Regions from separate parts of the Zea mays genome. Here region 2 is linked to region 1. A link is a contact called in public Hi-C data. All regions are on one chromosome and are shown on one strand. Each heading gives the region's core, a stretch centred on a gene start, on an enhancer-like site or on the middle of the called end of the contact. The rest is flanking DNA. Distances are from core to core; before and after follow the strand shown. Region 1 holds the start of LOC100194316 (Zinc finger CCCH domain-containing protein 19). Region 2 holds the start of LOC100279881 (Dolichyl-diphosphooligosaccharide--protein glycosyltransferase subunit STT3A).

Region 1 (7,517 bases), core at 4,987-7,486:
TTGTACCTTTCAAGAGAGCCATCAGCATTAAATTTGTGCTTGAAAATCCACTTGCCGGTCACAATATTGGCCCCATGGGGTCGAGGTACCAGATCCCATGTGTGATTCTGCAATAGTGCAGCATACTCATCTTCCATGGCAGCTCGCCAATTAGGATCAGCAAGAGCGCCACGGAAAGTCTTCGGAATTGGAGATAGAGGGGCGGCGTGGAACAATGCTGGCACCCGGAAGCCAGCCTTGGCGCGCGTGACCATGCGATGGTGGTTAATCACTGGGGAGACAGCCACCGCTCCGGGTGGGGGACGGTGATGCGATGAAGCAGCGACACTGCCAGGCGGGATGTCAGGGCCGTCCAGACCGGCCGGGTGGTTGTAGTGGCCGGGTCCTGGACAGGGGGTGTGGACGACGCGTGAAGACTTGGCCAAACCGGCGTGGTGCAGTGGCGTCGTGTGCACCACTAGCAGCACTGAGGGGAGTAGCGCCTGCTGCTGGGGTGCTGGGAACAGCAGCGCCGGGAGCTGCAGGGGCGCTAGGAACAGCAGCGCCTGTAGGTGTGCTGGGAGCAGCAACAGTGTCCGGTAGGATTCCTGAAAAAAACAGAGGTGGTGGGCCTATAGGTGGCGGCACCGGGTTAGTGGTAACTGTATCCAGGAAGTCAAAATCTTGGGAGGAGGCAGTGGGTTGCTGTTCGGCAAAGGGGAAGGTTGACTCATCGAAAACAACGTGTCGGGAAAGAATGACACGGTTGGATAGGAGGTCGAGGCACCGGTACCCTTTGTGGTGCGACGAGTAGCCAAGAAAAACACACTTAGCGGAACGGGGATCAAGTTTGTGGTTAGTGGTGGCAGATAGGTTGGGATAGCAGGTGCAACCGAACACGCGAAGATGTTCGTAGGAGGGTATAGTTTTGAAGAGGGCGGAATGAGGAGTGGAAAAATGAAGGGTTTTGGTGGGTAGAATATTGAGAAGAAGTGTTGCTGTGTGGAGCGCTTCAACCCAGAAGGTTGGTGGGATGCTGGCCTGAAAGAGAAGAGAGCGAATGGTGTTATTGGTAGTACGGATGATGCGCTCAGCTTTACCATTCTGAGATGAGGTGTAGGGGCAGGACATGCGGAGGAGGACACCGTGGGTGAGGAAGAACGTTCGGGAGCTGGAGTTGTCAAACTCACGCCCGTTGTCACATTGCACAGCTTTAATCGTGACACCAAACTGGGTTTTCACATAGGCGAAAAACTGAGTGAGAGTTGGAAAAGCATCAGACTTTAGTCGTAAAGGGAAAGTCCATAAGTAATGTGAGCAATCATCAAGAACGACTAAGTAATATTTGAAGCCCGAGACACTTAAAATGGGAGATGTCCACAAGTCACAGTGAATAAGATCAAAGTTGTTAACCGCACGAGAAGTGGACATGCGGAACGGAAGGCGAACATGACGACTCAACTGACAAGCATGGCATAAAGGAGAGCTAGCATCTTTATTACACATGGGAATGATTGATGCGAGCTTGGAGAGGGACTCGTGGCCAAAGTGACGGAGTGGAGCTGGCGATGAAGCTGTGTGCAACAGGGAGGCACAGGGGGTATAGGGGCCCGGAGCTATTGCACCTGACGATCACGTTCCGAGATAGTAGATCCTTCACAGAGCAACCAGAGGGATCAAATTCAATGGAACAATTATTATCGGTAGTAAACTGGCGAATGGAAATGAGGTTCTTAATAAGTTTAGGTGACACAAGAACATTGTTGAGATGTAAAGAACCATGTAAAGTAGTGGAGCCAGTGGAAATGACAGGAAGAAGCGAGCCGTCACCGACAATAATGGAAGAAGGTGCAGTAAGGGAGGGAGTTGAAGTATTGGATAGGGTATCGGCGTTGGAGGTCATGTGGGAGGTAGCACCGGTGTCGAAGTACCAGTCAGTCTGCTGGGGCGGAGTCAGGGACACAGTGCTGAAAGCGGATGCAAGGGACTGAGCGTCCCAAGATGGAGTAGTCGGCTAAGCCAGCATGCCGTGGGTAGCGCTTCCCTGCAAAGGGCCGGTCTGCAGAGTGTGCTGCAGGGGGGCGCCTCCCTGTCCTTGAAGAGCACCATGAACGTATTGCTGGGTCTGGTGGGCCAGCAGCGCCTGGTGAGGGGCGATGGAGACAGGAGCAGCGTAAAAAACCTGCTGTTGCTGGGCCGTCGGAGGCAGCAGGGCCTGGTGCTGCGCCAGGAGACCTTGTTGCTGCTGTGGGGTTGGCGCCCGTGGGCCGGGCCACATCTGGATGGCCCCAGTCCAAGGATTTTGGAGGGAGGGCCACAGGCCGGAGGCACTCCCGTGCTGGCTGCCGGGACCAGTGCCAGGGAATGGAAGAATACCCTGGCGGCCTTGGCCACCCCTCTTGCTGCGACGGTTGGGGTGGCCGGAGCGTGGAGCCGAAGGCGCCTTGTTGGAAGCAGCAGGAACCTTGTTGGAGGCCATCGAAGTCCCGCCTTGTGGAGGTTTGGTGGAGGTAAGCAGGGCGGCGGATGGAGAAGACGCACGATGGGCCATCGTGAGTTCCTCCAACAGGAGAGTGGCCCGGACGTCGTGGAACGTCGGAAAGGGGCGACCGAGGCGAAGATGACGGTCGATGTCGGAGAACCGGTCGCTGAGGCCGCGCAGAACATTGAGGACCAACGTCCGGTCGGTGACTGGTTCACCAAGATCACCGAGGGCATCTGCCATGGTTTTGAAACGGCGACAGTAATCGGAGACAGGTAGATCACCTTGGACGAAGTGCCGGAACTGAGCGTCGAGGTGGAGGGCGCGAGTTTCCCGATTCCCGAGGAACTGATTCTCGAGAGTCAGCCAAGTGGTGCGGGCAGTGGCGCCGCGTTCCATGGCCATTTCAGCAAGGTCCGGGGAGATGGAGCCGGAGATCCAGGACTTGACAATGCAGTCCATGCGTGCCCAGTCGGGGAAGTGAGGCGCGGGAGTGTCGTCGAGGATGTGGCTGTCCAGGGAGTATTTGCCAGTGACGAGAAGGAACACATTACGCCAGCGGGTGTAGTTGTTGTTGGCGAGGTCGAGGACGACGTGAACGAGACTCCGGATGTTTTGCACAGTGACGGCCTGGGAGTGGAGGTTGACGATCGCAGCAGCCTCGTGAAGGAGGATGGTGTCGTGGAGGCCCTTGTCAGCACCACCCGCTGGATCAGAGAGGTGGGACTGAGTATCGTCGACAGGGCTGCCATCGGCGGCAGTCTGAGCAGCAAGGGCGCGCGCATGGGCTGCGCGCTCGAGAGCAGCGCGAACACGGGCGGCGGCAACATCGCGCTCCTGGGCCGCGGTGGCCGCCTCCTGCTCTGCCTGAAGGGCTTGGGCGAGAGCAGCATCACGCCTAGCAGCAGCTTGGAGGCGAGCTTCATGCTCTGCTGCGACCTGGGTCGCAGCGTCGTCGAGGAGGGGTGGCTGTTCCAGACCAGCCATGGCCAGGGGAGGGCGCTGCCTGGATGGCGCGCAGAGGGAAGAAGAGGGCGTAGTCAAGACGTGGCGCGCAGGGGGAGGGAAGCGGCGCAGCTAGAGAACTGCGCGTGAGGGCAGCGGAAGGAGGATATGAACTTGAACTCGTGATACCATGATAGCAAGATAATTGCTGTCTGTACTGATTGATGAAGAGAGGAGTACAGGCGCACATATTTATAGAGGGACAGAGAGGTAGGAGATCTCAGGTTTATAGAAACAGTACCCTGAGATCTCCTGGAATGGAAGGAAACTATCTCTGCCCCTAAATGGGAGGATTGAATCCATATCTTCCTATATGCGGCTGTAGCTAGAAAGGCAAGGATGCCTGCACATGTATGGTAGGGTATCCTGCGCCTATATGGCAGGAGACACAAGTCTGATATATCAGCTAACACCACAAACCAATTTAATACAAAGACACAGTTCATTAATCATCAACTCAAGTACTCAACCACAAGCCATAGGCACCGCACATACATATAACATGTTCACTAATTCATGCGTAAACAATATGCATATAGTTTCGTTTTGCTGAAATGTAATAGCTCATTGAGCTCGCGAGCTGGCTCGTTAACAAACCGAGCTAAGATGTCATCTCGGCTCGTAAAAAAATCAAACGAGCCGAGCCGACCACGGGTAATTCGTCCAGCCATACGTCCACTGTCCACATGATTCAAATACAAAAAAAAATGTAAAGATAACGAGGTTGGTAAGACAAAGTTACTGCACATACCACAGTTCCACCGACCCTTTGACTTGAAGAAGTCGTCATCCCGATTAACACAAGAAGGATGGTAAGCTTTAGGGCAGCCCCTGAAATGAGGACATACAAATGAAGACGTGATCAACCCAAAGATGTAACATGTTTGATCTTCCGTATTTTGGAATAAAGAAATAAAAAAACTCCATGTGATGCACAAACCTACGATCACAAATCACAAGATCACCACCATCAAAGCAAATGAAGCAAACCTCCTCTTCATCTTTCCCCTTTACAGATGGTTTCACCACAGCCTGGACCTTGGAAGATGGACGGCCCCTCTTACGACGCCCTCCACCTTTCTTTGCCACTAAAGGAGGTGGCTCATCGTCATCATCGTCATCCATATGTGCAGCCTCTTGTTCAGGGACACCATCACCAGTTATGTCATTGACAGCTTCTGCAACATCTTCACCAACAATTTTGTTGTCATCATCATCATCATTGTTAGTCGTGGTAGCTGCCTCCATCAGTATGGTATTTTCTTCCACTCCATGGTAATCAGCTATCACAGCCTCTTTCGGCCCATTTTTATTGCCAATCAAGCCAGCTCCCCCCATTTGGAGACCCTCTTCTTCAGGGATATCATTACCAGCCTTGTCTATCTGAGGAGTCTTTTCTTCAGGGACATCAATACCATCCTTGCCATTTACAGCTTCGCCTGCAATGTATTCAACAGCAATTCTGCCTTCCTCAACCATGTCTCCAGTAATGCTTACGGCATCCACCTGCATGTCTTCCTCTTCCACACGATCTTCATCAGCTGTTGCAACTTCCTTTTGCTCGTTATCATCTCCAGACAGTCCACCCCTACCCATTTCTACCCTCTCATCAGACACATCAACACCGACTGCCCCATCATGTTTCTCACTACCATCTCTGCCCATGGTATCTTCACCCATGTGCTTGCCCTCCTCATCTGTGGCAGTGTCCGCAATAGTGCCAACATGTTTGTCATCTCCAGTTTGGATCTGCATATCCATATTTGTGCAGTCCTGTACAACATGGTCTCCAGCTTCGGCAATCTCTGTTTCCACCTCATTTAACAGAGCTGTAGCCACATCCAACTGTGAGCTTTCCTGATCCTGAGCATGCACATGATCATTAGCTGCAACATCCATATCAATCCTTGCACTGTCATCTTGTACATCATTTACCAAGGGAGCAACCTCATCAGCGTCAAGGGAGTCACCCCCAAACTCCTGAACAGTTTGGTCATCCGACCTATGCACACCACCAGTGATAACTATATTGCAGTCATCATTAACCAGGCAAGCAGCCACTGCTGTGTGATCCTGTGCAGATGGTACCAGGGCAGCACCCACCTCTATGAGATCATCCGCAGCAGCACTAACCTCTTTGGTTTGCATGCCAACCTCCATGGGATCATCCACCAGTGTGGAGGATGACACAGCAGCATCCACCTCTGTGAGAACATGCACAGCAGCACTAATGACATTAGTTTGCCCCCCTACATCAACACCCTCCTCTGGCTCTTTAGCCTTAAAAACATCGGGTTGGTTGGGGTCTTCAACAATACCCGCGAACTCATCAGCCACTATAACATCGCCACCTTCACCATAACAAGTTCGGCCATCCTTCTGACCCTCGATATCTTTGTATCCCTCGCCTAGCACAACATCCGGCGTTGTCAGCGTGGCCTCCTCCATTGCAGGAGGTGGCTCAGCGTCGGACATACTGATTCTATCAGTGGAACAGTGTCAGACCAGGATTTGGGTGATTAGATATTCCCAACCACCGCTACTACACACCATCTGGCGGACGTGTGCGCGCGGCGCTCGAACTCGACCCCGGGAGGCCGGGACGCCAGATGCTGCACGCCTCCTCTGCTTCCGCTGGCGCGCTGCAGAGTTCGCACACTAAGCGGTGGCCGCGCGGTCGCCGTTGTCCGCTTGTTGCACCGTCGCGTCGTTGCGCCTGTCGGCCTAGGGTTTGTGATTGGGGGATTGGTGTCGAGTTGTCGACTCAGAAGGAGAGACCGAGAGACGAAAACGGCAGGCCGCAAGAGAGATCGAGCTAGAGGCGACTCGAGATGAGGTGGGCGTCGAGTGGGCTGTGGACACAGTTGGGTACGGCTTGCTGCGACGGCCCGACAGCCCATGGATTTGCTCGTATCGGACATTGTCGAAAATTTTAGTTTTTTTTTTTTACCCAAACGATGAGTTTGGCAAAAAAATCTCTACTACGTAGCGGCGAGACGAGCCGTTTAAATAGGTGTCAAGTGGAAGTGCAGTGATGTATGCAGCTGAGGCATCCTAACGAACGAACGATTTGAACCTTGTTCCTACACGACCTGATCAAATCGATCAGGCACTTGCCATCTATCTTCATTGTTCAACTCTTTGATGAAAAGAAAAGATGAAAAAACCAAAAAAAACTCTACCCTTCCATCTCTTGGATAAATAGAGAGGGAGGGCAGAGTCCTTTGGTGTCCCTTCCAGTTAAGAATTGGGACTTCACAATTACTAGCCAATATTTCTCTCATGCATTTTCTCGTTCATGGTTCGATATTCTGGTGTCCTAGGCGTAGAGGAACCACACCAATCCATCCCGAATTTAGTGGTTAAACTCTACTGCGGTGACGATACTGTAGGGAAGGTCCTGCGGCAAAATAGCTCGATGCCAGAATGATAAAAAGCTTAACACCTCTTATTTGACTTTTTCACTATTTTGAAATACGAAAAAGATCCAAATCCAAAACGCAAAGGTCGTCTTATTCAAAACCTCAATCATCCCCTCTCAATAGTAGTCGGCCATTCTCTGTTCTGTCATTCCGATTCCCTCCTCCCCGCGCATAGCCCATTCCCATTCTCATTCCCCCGTACAGCCGGCGCCTAGCTAAAATTAAAAAAATACACATGGCCCAAGGGATTTGAACACATGACCTCTCAAGCAAATGCTAGCAGTAGCTACCACTACACCACATGTGTGTTTATGTCTACATCTATAATAGAAAACACATCTACTACATCTCTCCCCAAGCCCACCTGCTATCCTTGCACAAATATTAGATAAGTATCACCGAAATTCTTGAACTATATTTTTGGATGGAGTGAGTAGTATTTAAAGAAGAGCCTTACATGCAATTTCTTTTGTTTGAATAATATTTTCAACTTAAATTCTTTTTTTTTTGCATGCGTGACATTTATTCTTCGTAATATTTTTTCTATGGATCTGACTTGTGAGTCATTTTTATAAACCAACACCAAACATGAATCCATGTTTCTTACTTGAAAACCCTAAACAAACATC
Region 2 (7,121 bases), core at 3,672-6,171, 220 kb after region 1:
GCTATTCTCCGATTCTTTCTCAATAGCACGCTAGGGTCATAAGGTGTTGGAGCAGGATCACAGTCACTAAAACCAAAGCGACTCAATACCTTTTCCACATAATGGGATTGCAACAAAGTTACCCCACCATCAGCTTCTCTAACAAGCTTGATGTTTAGAATGACATCAGCCTCTCCCAAATCTTTCATCTCGAAATTGCTCGATAGAAGATTTTTAACTTCCTCAATCACATTGAGATTTGATCCAAAGATCAAGATGTCATCAACATAAAGGCATAGCATAACAGACTCACCCCCACCATACCGATAGTATACACACGTGTCAGATTCATTTACAACAAAGCCAGCTGCTGTAAGAGTATTATCAAACTTTTCATGCCATTGCTTAGGTGCTTGTTTTAGGCCATACAATGATTTTATCAACCTGCACACCTTGTTCTCTTGACCATCCGCAATGAACCCTTCTGGCTGATCCATATAGATCTCCTCATCCAACTCTCCATTTAGGAAAACTGTCTTAACATCCATCTGATGAATGATAAGACCATAAGAGGCTGCCACGGCTATTAATGTGTGAATTGTAGTCAATCGAGCCACTGGTGAGTAGGTATCAAAGAAATCTTCACCCTCCTTTTGGGTATATCCTTTGGCCACAAGCCTTGCCTTGTACCTCTCGATTGTACCATCAGGCCTAAGCTTTTTCTTGAAGATCCATTTGCAACCTATAGGTTGACAACCATAAGGACGGTCAACGACCTCCCAAGTTCCATTAGACATAATAGATTCCATCTCACTCCTTACCGCTTCCTTCCATAAGTCAGCATCAGGAGAGGAATATGCCTCACTAATGGTAGTTGGTGTGTCTTCCACAAGGTACACTATAAAGTCATTACCAAAGGATTTTGTAACCCTCTGTCTCTTGCTCTTTCGAGTGACCATAATGTCATCCTCCTCAGGGATGTGCATGTGAGAATCCTCAGCATGATCTATAGGAATCGACAGTTCGTGCTCATGGGGAATTATAGTCTCATGACTTGTATCACTAGGTGTATTCTTCATGGGAAACTCATTCTCAAAAAATGTTGCGTCTCTTGATTCCATGATAGTATCAACATACATATCAGGCACATCAGATTTTATAATTAAGAACCTATACCCAGTGCTATGAAAAGAGTACCCAAGGAATATACAGTCAACAGTTTTAGGCCCAAGTTTACGCTTTTTGTTGATTGGCACATTCACTTTAGCCAAGCAACCCCAAGTGCGTAAATATGAGAGATTTAATCTTCTTTTTTCCCATTCCTCAAATGGTGTGATCTCTTTGTTCTTTGTTGGAACTCTATTCAGGACATGACATGCCGTCAAAATCGCCTCACCCCACCATGCCTTGGATAATCCCGTTGTACTCAACATGGCATTCACCAAATCTGTTAGAGTGCGGTTTTTCCTTTCAGCAATCCCATTGGATTGTGGTGAGAATGGCGGTGTCCTCTCATGAATAATACCATGTTCCACGCAGAACTCATCGAACACATTAGAGAAATATTCTCCACCTCGATCAGACCTTAACCGTTTTATTTTCCTCTCAAGTTGGTTCTCAACTTCAGCTTTATAGGCCTTAAAATAATTGAACGCTTCATCTTTTGTTTTTAAGAGATACACATAACAAAATCTAGTGGAGTCATCTATAAAAGTGAGAAAGTATCTTTTACCACCTTTGGTCAAAATTCCATTCATCTCGCACAGATCAGAATGAACAAGTTCTAGAGGTGCCAAACTCCTCGCCTCAGCAGCCTTGTGAGGCTTGCGGGGTTGTTTTGATTCAACACACATGTGACACTTAGACTTTTTGACCAAGTTAAATTTATGAATTAAATTTATATTTGCTAACCGCATAAGACAGCCAAAGCTTGCATGACAAAAACGTGAATGCCATAAATCTGACTCATCAGAAAAATGAACAGAATTCACCAGTTTATTACACACATCATGCAGTGATAAGCGGAACAAGCCTCCACAGTCATATCCTTTACCAACAAAATTACCATGTTTCGACACAACACATTTATTAGACTCAAGAACAACTTTGTATCCATCTCGACATAGCATAGAGGCGCTAACGAGATTCTTCTTGATAGAGGGCACATGCTGCACGCTCTTCAATGGCACCGTCTTTCCCGAAGTAAACTTCAGAATGACCGTACCAACACCAAGAACATGAGCACGCGGCCCATTTCCCATTAACAAGGCGCCAGACCTCCCGACCTGATAGGAAGTGAACATAGAGGCATCAGCACACACATGAATGTTTGCACCACTGTCCATCCACCACTCAGGTGAATTACAGACTGAAAGAACAAATGGTAAAGAATTACCATACCCAGATGTTCCATCTCCAGTTTCAGTGGTTACAACATTAGCTGATTTCTTGTCTTGAGTGAACTTGCGATCAGGGCACTCTCTTGCCCAATGTTGATCACTGCCACAGACGAAGCATCCTCCCTTTCCCTTGTTATTGTTGTTCTTCTTTTTAAACTGTGCTGTATGAACAGGTTTATTTGCATTATCTTGTTTGTTCTGGTTTTTCTTCTTGTTAAACTTGCGGAAGTTTCTCTTCTGCACCACATTAGCAGTAGAGGTCTCAACACCTTTTCCACTGTCCTTTGTTCTAGCCCTTTCCTCAACATCAAGAGTACCAATGAGCTCTTCCACATTGAACTCTTGTCTCTTATGTTTGAGAGAGGTAGCAAAGTCCTTCCAAGATGGTGGCAACTTGGCGATTATACCGCCAGCCACAAACTTGTCAGGCAAAGGACAAGGAAAAAGTTCGAGTTCCTTAGCTAGTGCCTGAAACTCATGAGCCTGTTCCACTACAGATCGGTTCTCAACCATCTTGTAGTCATACAGCTGCTCCATGAGGTACAACTCGCTACCAGCGTCAGTTACTCCAATCTTTCCGACAAGTGCATCCCACAGCTCTTTCCCTATGGGAAGGATGATATAGCTTTTCTGGAATTTTGTATCCAGTGCGCTAATTACTGCTCCTCGAAAGAGGTTGTCTTCAGCCTTAAACTTAGCCTCATCCTCAGGAGGTAAGTTGGCAGGCTTGCCCTCAGCGGCATGAAAACAAGACATTGCAGTTAGCCACAATTCCATTTTAGCTTTCCATATCAAGAAGTTTTTACCATCAAAAGGATCAGGCTTTAGCACAGCAGCAAAACCTCTGACAGAAAAATGCCTAAAATTAGGTTTTTGGATTGTTAGAATTATAGACATTTTCCGTATCATTTTAATTCCATAAATTAGTATTATGATGATGACATATGAAATATAATTAACCATGACATCAAATATATCCATAACAATATGGATCATGAGAACATAAAGCATATGAATTATATAAATCATATAAATACGATAAACATGTAATCTGACTGAACAATTGAAAATAAACAGATAGAAACATGAACATCATGTCTGTAAAATTAAAACAGACAGATCTATCATATTATAATAAGGCAGAACAGATAAGATAAAATCATTTCTACATATGAAACAACATAGATGAATATATGAGACATATATAATCTCCAGAACGCAAAACAGTAAGTAAATAAACTGATCATACCTTCCCATGCGCTCTGATAATCCAGATCCTTGGCCAGCTTCTTTTGTCATGTTGGAGATGTTTTGGGCAGTCGCGTAGACGCTCCCCAAAAACCTAATTGCCGATCCCTCGTGCAAGGTCTCGAACGGCAAGGGCTCCGGAGGCACCTGCCCTCTCGCTTCTCTGTGCGCGCAGAGTCACGAGATGGAAATACCCTCACTCGGCGGCTGGACTGTGATTCTGAAAGTGGTTTTTCGCTTGTACCGAGTGACAGTGGTGCTCCCTCTATTTAACCTCTTGTAGAGGGAAGTTGAAGGAGAAAGGTCACCGAGTCATGCCATGAGTCGGCCAGCACTCGCCGAGTCACGTCATGAGTCGGTCAGCTGAAGGAGAAGGGTCACTCGGCTGGCTGACGAAGAGACAGGTGCCACACCACACCACGCCCCGCCCGGCCGGCGGCGACGCGCGCGCGACACGCCCTTGTCCCTTTCTTAACTTCTCAAGTTAAGTGAAATAAATCCCACCATATAAGTCAAGCCAAAAGACCCTTGGACTTCCAATGTGGTACTATTTGTATTCTCCACCATTACACACCTTAGAGTTTATTCAATAAATGGGTCAAACCTATAAAAGATCTAACAGTGAACAGTACCCTTTCCATTCTGAAATTTATTCTGCCATCAATTTTTTCCGGCAGCGAACGCAAAGAGGTACGGCTGCACGGACTGCTCCATCTGTAACTCCTCGACGATGCAGCCAGACGCGCACACAGCTCGTTGCCGCACGCGCCGCGGTGGTCGGAGGACAGGGGGTCCAGCCAGCGATGTGGTGCACGACGGCGACGATGGAGTCATGTTGAGCTGCTCCGGCATGTTGAGGAGCGAGAAGGTGATGTAGACCACCGGGTACGCGCCGTCGATGGAGACGTGGAGTGGGGATTGACCGGCGCTATAGGCGGCCCATAGCTGCTCGCTCTTGCTGCAGGAGAAATTGTCAGGACGAGGCAGGGGTAAATCCGGCAGCTCGTCTCCTCTAACTCAGTTGAATCTTTTTTTTTTGTTTATTAAACGACCAATGACATTTTAAGGTGGGCGACATGTTTTATAATGACATTAGAGTGAAGTCCCTCAAAACAATGGCAGAATGATGACAGAATCCCAAATTTCTCCCAGGGATCAGAAAAAAAAAACTGCCGGCAAAAACAAATTGTACAATCTCCTCGCGGCGGACGATGCTAGGTGGTCGATGCTGCGCTCGCGGTGTGTCCGACTGCCCGAGCGTAGGACCCGCCGACTCTTTTCCCTGTCCAATACTCCAAAGTGCAAACGCCAAACACGAAAAAATTCGATAAACCTCCGCCTCCCGGCCGCCGGCCTTCCCCGTCTTCCTCTGACCCAAAACTCTTCTTCTCAGCAGCAATGCCGGAGCCCCAGTCCTCTGTGGCGTCAAGCGGAAGCGTAGATCGCCTCCGCAACGCCTTCGGCGGAGTGCTGTGCATCTTCACCCTCCTTCTCATCGGCGTCCTCGCCTTCTCCATCCGACTATTCTCCGTAAGATCTATCCGAACCCCACCATTTTTAAATCCTTTTGGGAATTGGGAATCCCAACATGGTTTGCCCGGGCCCATGCCTGTCTTACTGGTCCGTTGATGTGCCGCAGGTGATCAAATACGAAAGCGTCATCCACGAGTTCGATCCCTACTTCAATTACCGCGTTACCCAGGTTTTTTCCCGTGGTGCCTCTGTGTTTGTCCACAGCCTGTTATTGTCTTATTGGGATGCATCAGGATTCAGGTGTTGAGTTCGCTTAGGAGTCATGTTCTCTTCAACGAGTTATGGGGTTAGGGACTTCAGTAGACATGCGAGCTCCATTTCTTTTGGGTCACTAGGTCGACACAAAACTTGGTATGCAATTAATTTGAAAATGGCATTGCCACTGTATTTAATTAGTTAGCTGACCAGGAAAAATCTGGGTACCACTTGCATCCCTAGACTTCTTTGCAAATTGTCTATTGTAATATACACTGTTGTATAGTCTCAGGTGACATGTGGGTGTATTGAATGGTCCCAACATTTGGGTGAATAAAATGGCAGGAATGTTTTCCAATGTACATTTGCTGCTTGGATTTGTGCACAAATGTTTTACTAGTGTGTCTTAATGTTTCAAAAGCAGTTGTGCACATGCACTTAAATTTTGATTCATTGTAATTTCCCCCTTGTCTCAGTTCTTGTCAAAGAATGGCATATATGAATTCTGGAACTGGTTTGATGACCGAACATGGTAACATTTCCAAGAACACTTGAATCTATCCTTGTTTTCCAGTTATTTCTATGCTCACTGTCACCTGCTTTTAGGTATCCTCTTGGGCGTGTTATTGGTGGCACTGTCTATCCTGGTTTGACACTTACTGCTGGTACAATATGGTGGTATGTGACTGCCAATGCATACTATTAGAAATGCTTCATTGGTAGATTTGAACTACTGTTAGCATGACTGAATTGTTTGGTTGGCATAGGTTGTTGAATTCCCTTAACATCCCATTGTCGGTGGAGACTGTCTGTGTATTCACTGCTCCAGTTTTCTCAGTCAATGCGTCCTGGGCAACTTACCTATTAACCAAGGTTGTTTTTTTATATTAAAAACCCATGCACTTACACTGGATTACTAAAGTTCTTTAGTAATCTCACTATTGTGTCTCTAGGAAACAAAGGGCCCCGGTGCTGGTTTGATGGCAGCAACTATTCTAGCAATGGTAATTGTTATATTGACTATGTATTTTGTCTGAAAAATACTAGATCCTTGATATGTTTGCTTGATCTACATTTTTTCTGCTCTTCTATTCTTTTTGGGGTGTATCAAGAATGAAGCAATTAGATAAGGATATGTTAGCTTTGTCAATATTGTCTGTCTTTGAGTGTAGCAGGGAAAGTCTTGGCATGTCATTGTTTTAGTTATTATGATCTGAACAACCTATTTTCATTGCAAGTCTTTGTTTGCCTATGCTCTCCTTGAACAGTTCTGTGTTCACAGTGGTATGTTTGTTTTTTGGTTAAATTTGGAACACTAAAGAAAAGGAAGTACAGCTATTATCGAATCACTTCTGAGCTTCTATGTTTGAAACATTTGAAGGAGCTGCTTTGGCCTTTGATTTTTCTCATTCATCTAAAATAGTCTCGCCTATCGTTGACAAGTAGACATATTCCCCGCATGTAAAAGGCTCACTGATGGGGACGAGGTTCCCGATCTTTCATGAGGTTCAAGGTAACTCTTGTTTTGGTGGAATGCGACATACCGATCTGACTCTAGATCAAAAGACCCAACCCTACAATCTTAGCACAATTACTCCTCTGGTTATCAACCATGTCACTGATCCGGTTGACCTCATTAAGAAGGCTAATCTCTGGCTGCGAAACGAAGAACATAAGCAAGAACTTTAAAGTACTCAAAGTTGGGGTTTCACAAATCACGACTAATAACAACGACTGTTCAATGACAAATTGATCTAAAGCAAGACC

The links. Hi-C and Micro-C count contacts between places; a contact is called where the count stands out from the background.
Region 2: a contact with region 1 is called in a Hi-C map of ear, with 1.9 times the contacts expected there. The contact joins the promoter of LOC100279881 here to the promoter of LOC100194316 in region 1. A contact is called at or near these places in 5 of 25 Hi-C or Micro-C datasets (bundle sheath, ear, endosperm and 1 more).

Annotation. Positions count from the first base shown.
Region 1 is chr3:201,872,060-201,879,576 of Zm-B73-REFERENCE-NAM-5.0, forward strand. It overlaps LOC100194316 (Zinc finger CCCH domain-containing protein 19), which reads right to left and starts at 6,237. Exons shown (of 12, transcript NM_001359453.1): 1 at 4,407-6,237; 2 at 4,218-4,297. The coding sequence starts at 5,941.
Region 2 is chr3:202,093,863-202,100,983 of Zm-B73-REFERENCE-NAM-5.0, forward strand. LOC100279881 (Dolichyl-diphosphooligosaccharide--protein glycosyltransferase subunit STT3A) reads left to right here and starts at 4,922. Exons shown (of 21, transcript NM_001152834.1): 1 at 4,922-5,156; 2 at 5,266-5,328; 3 at 5,831-5,886; 4 at 5,961-6,032; 5 at 6,122-6,227; 6 at 6,308-6,358. The coding sequence starts at 5,025.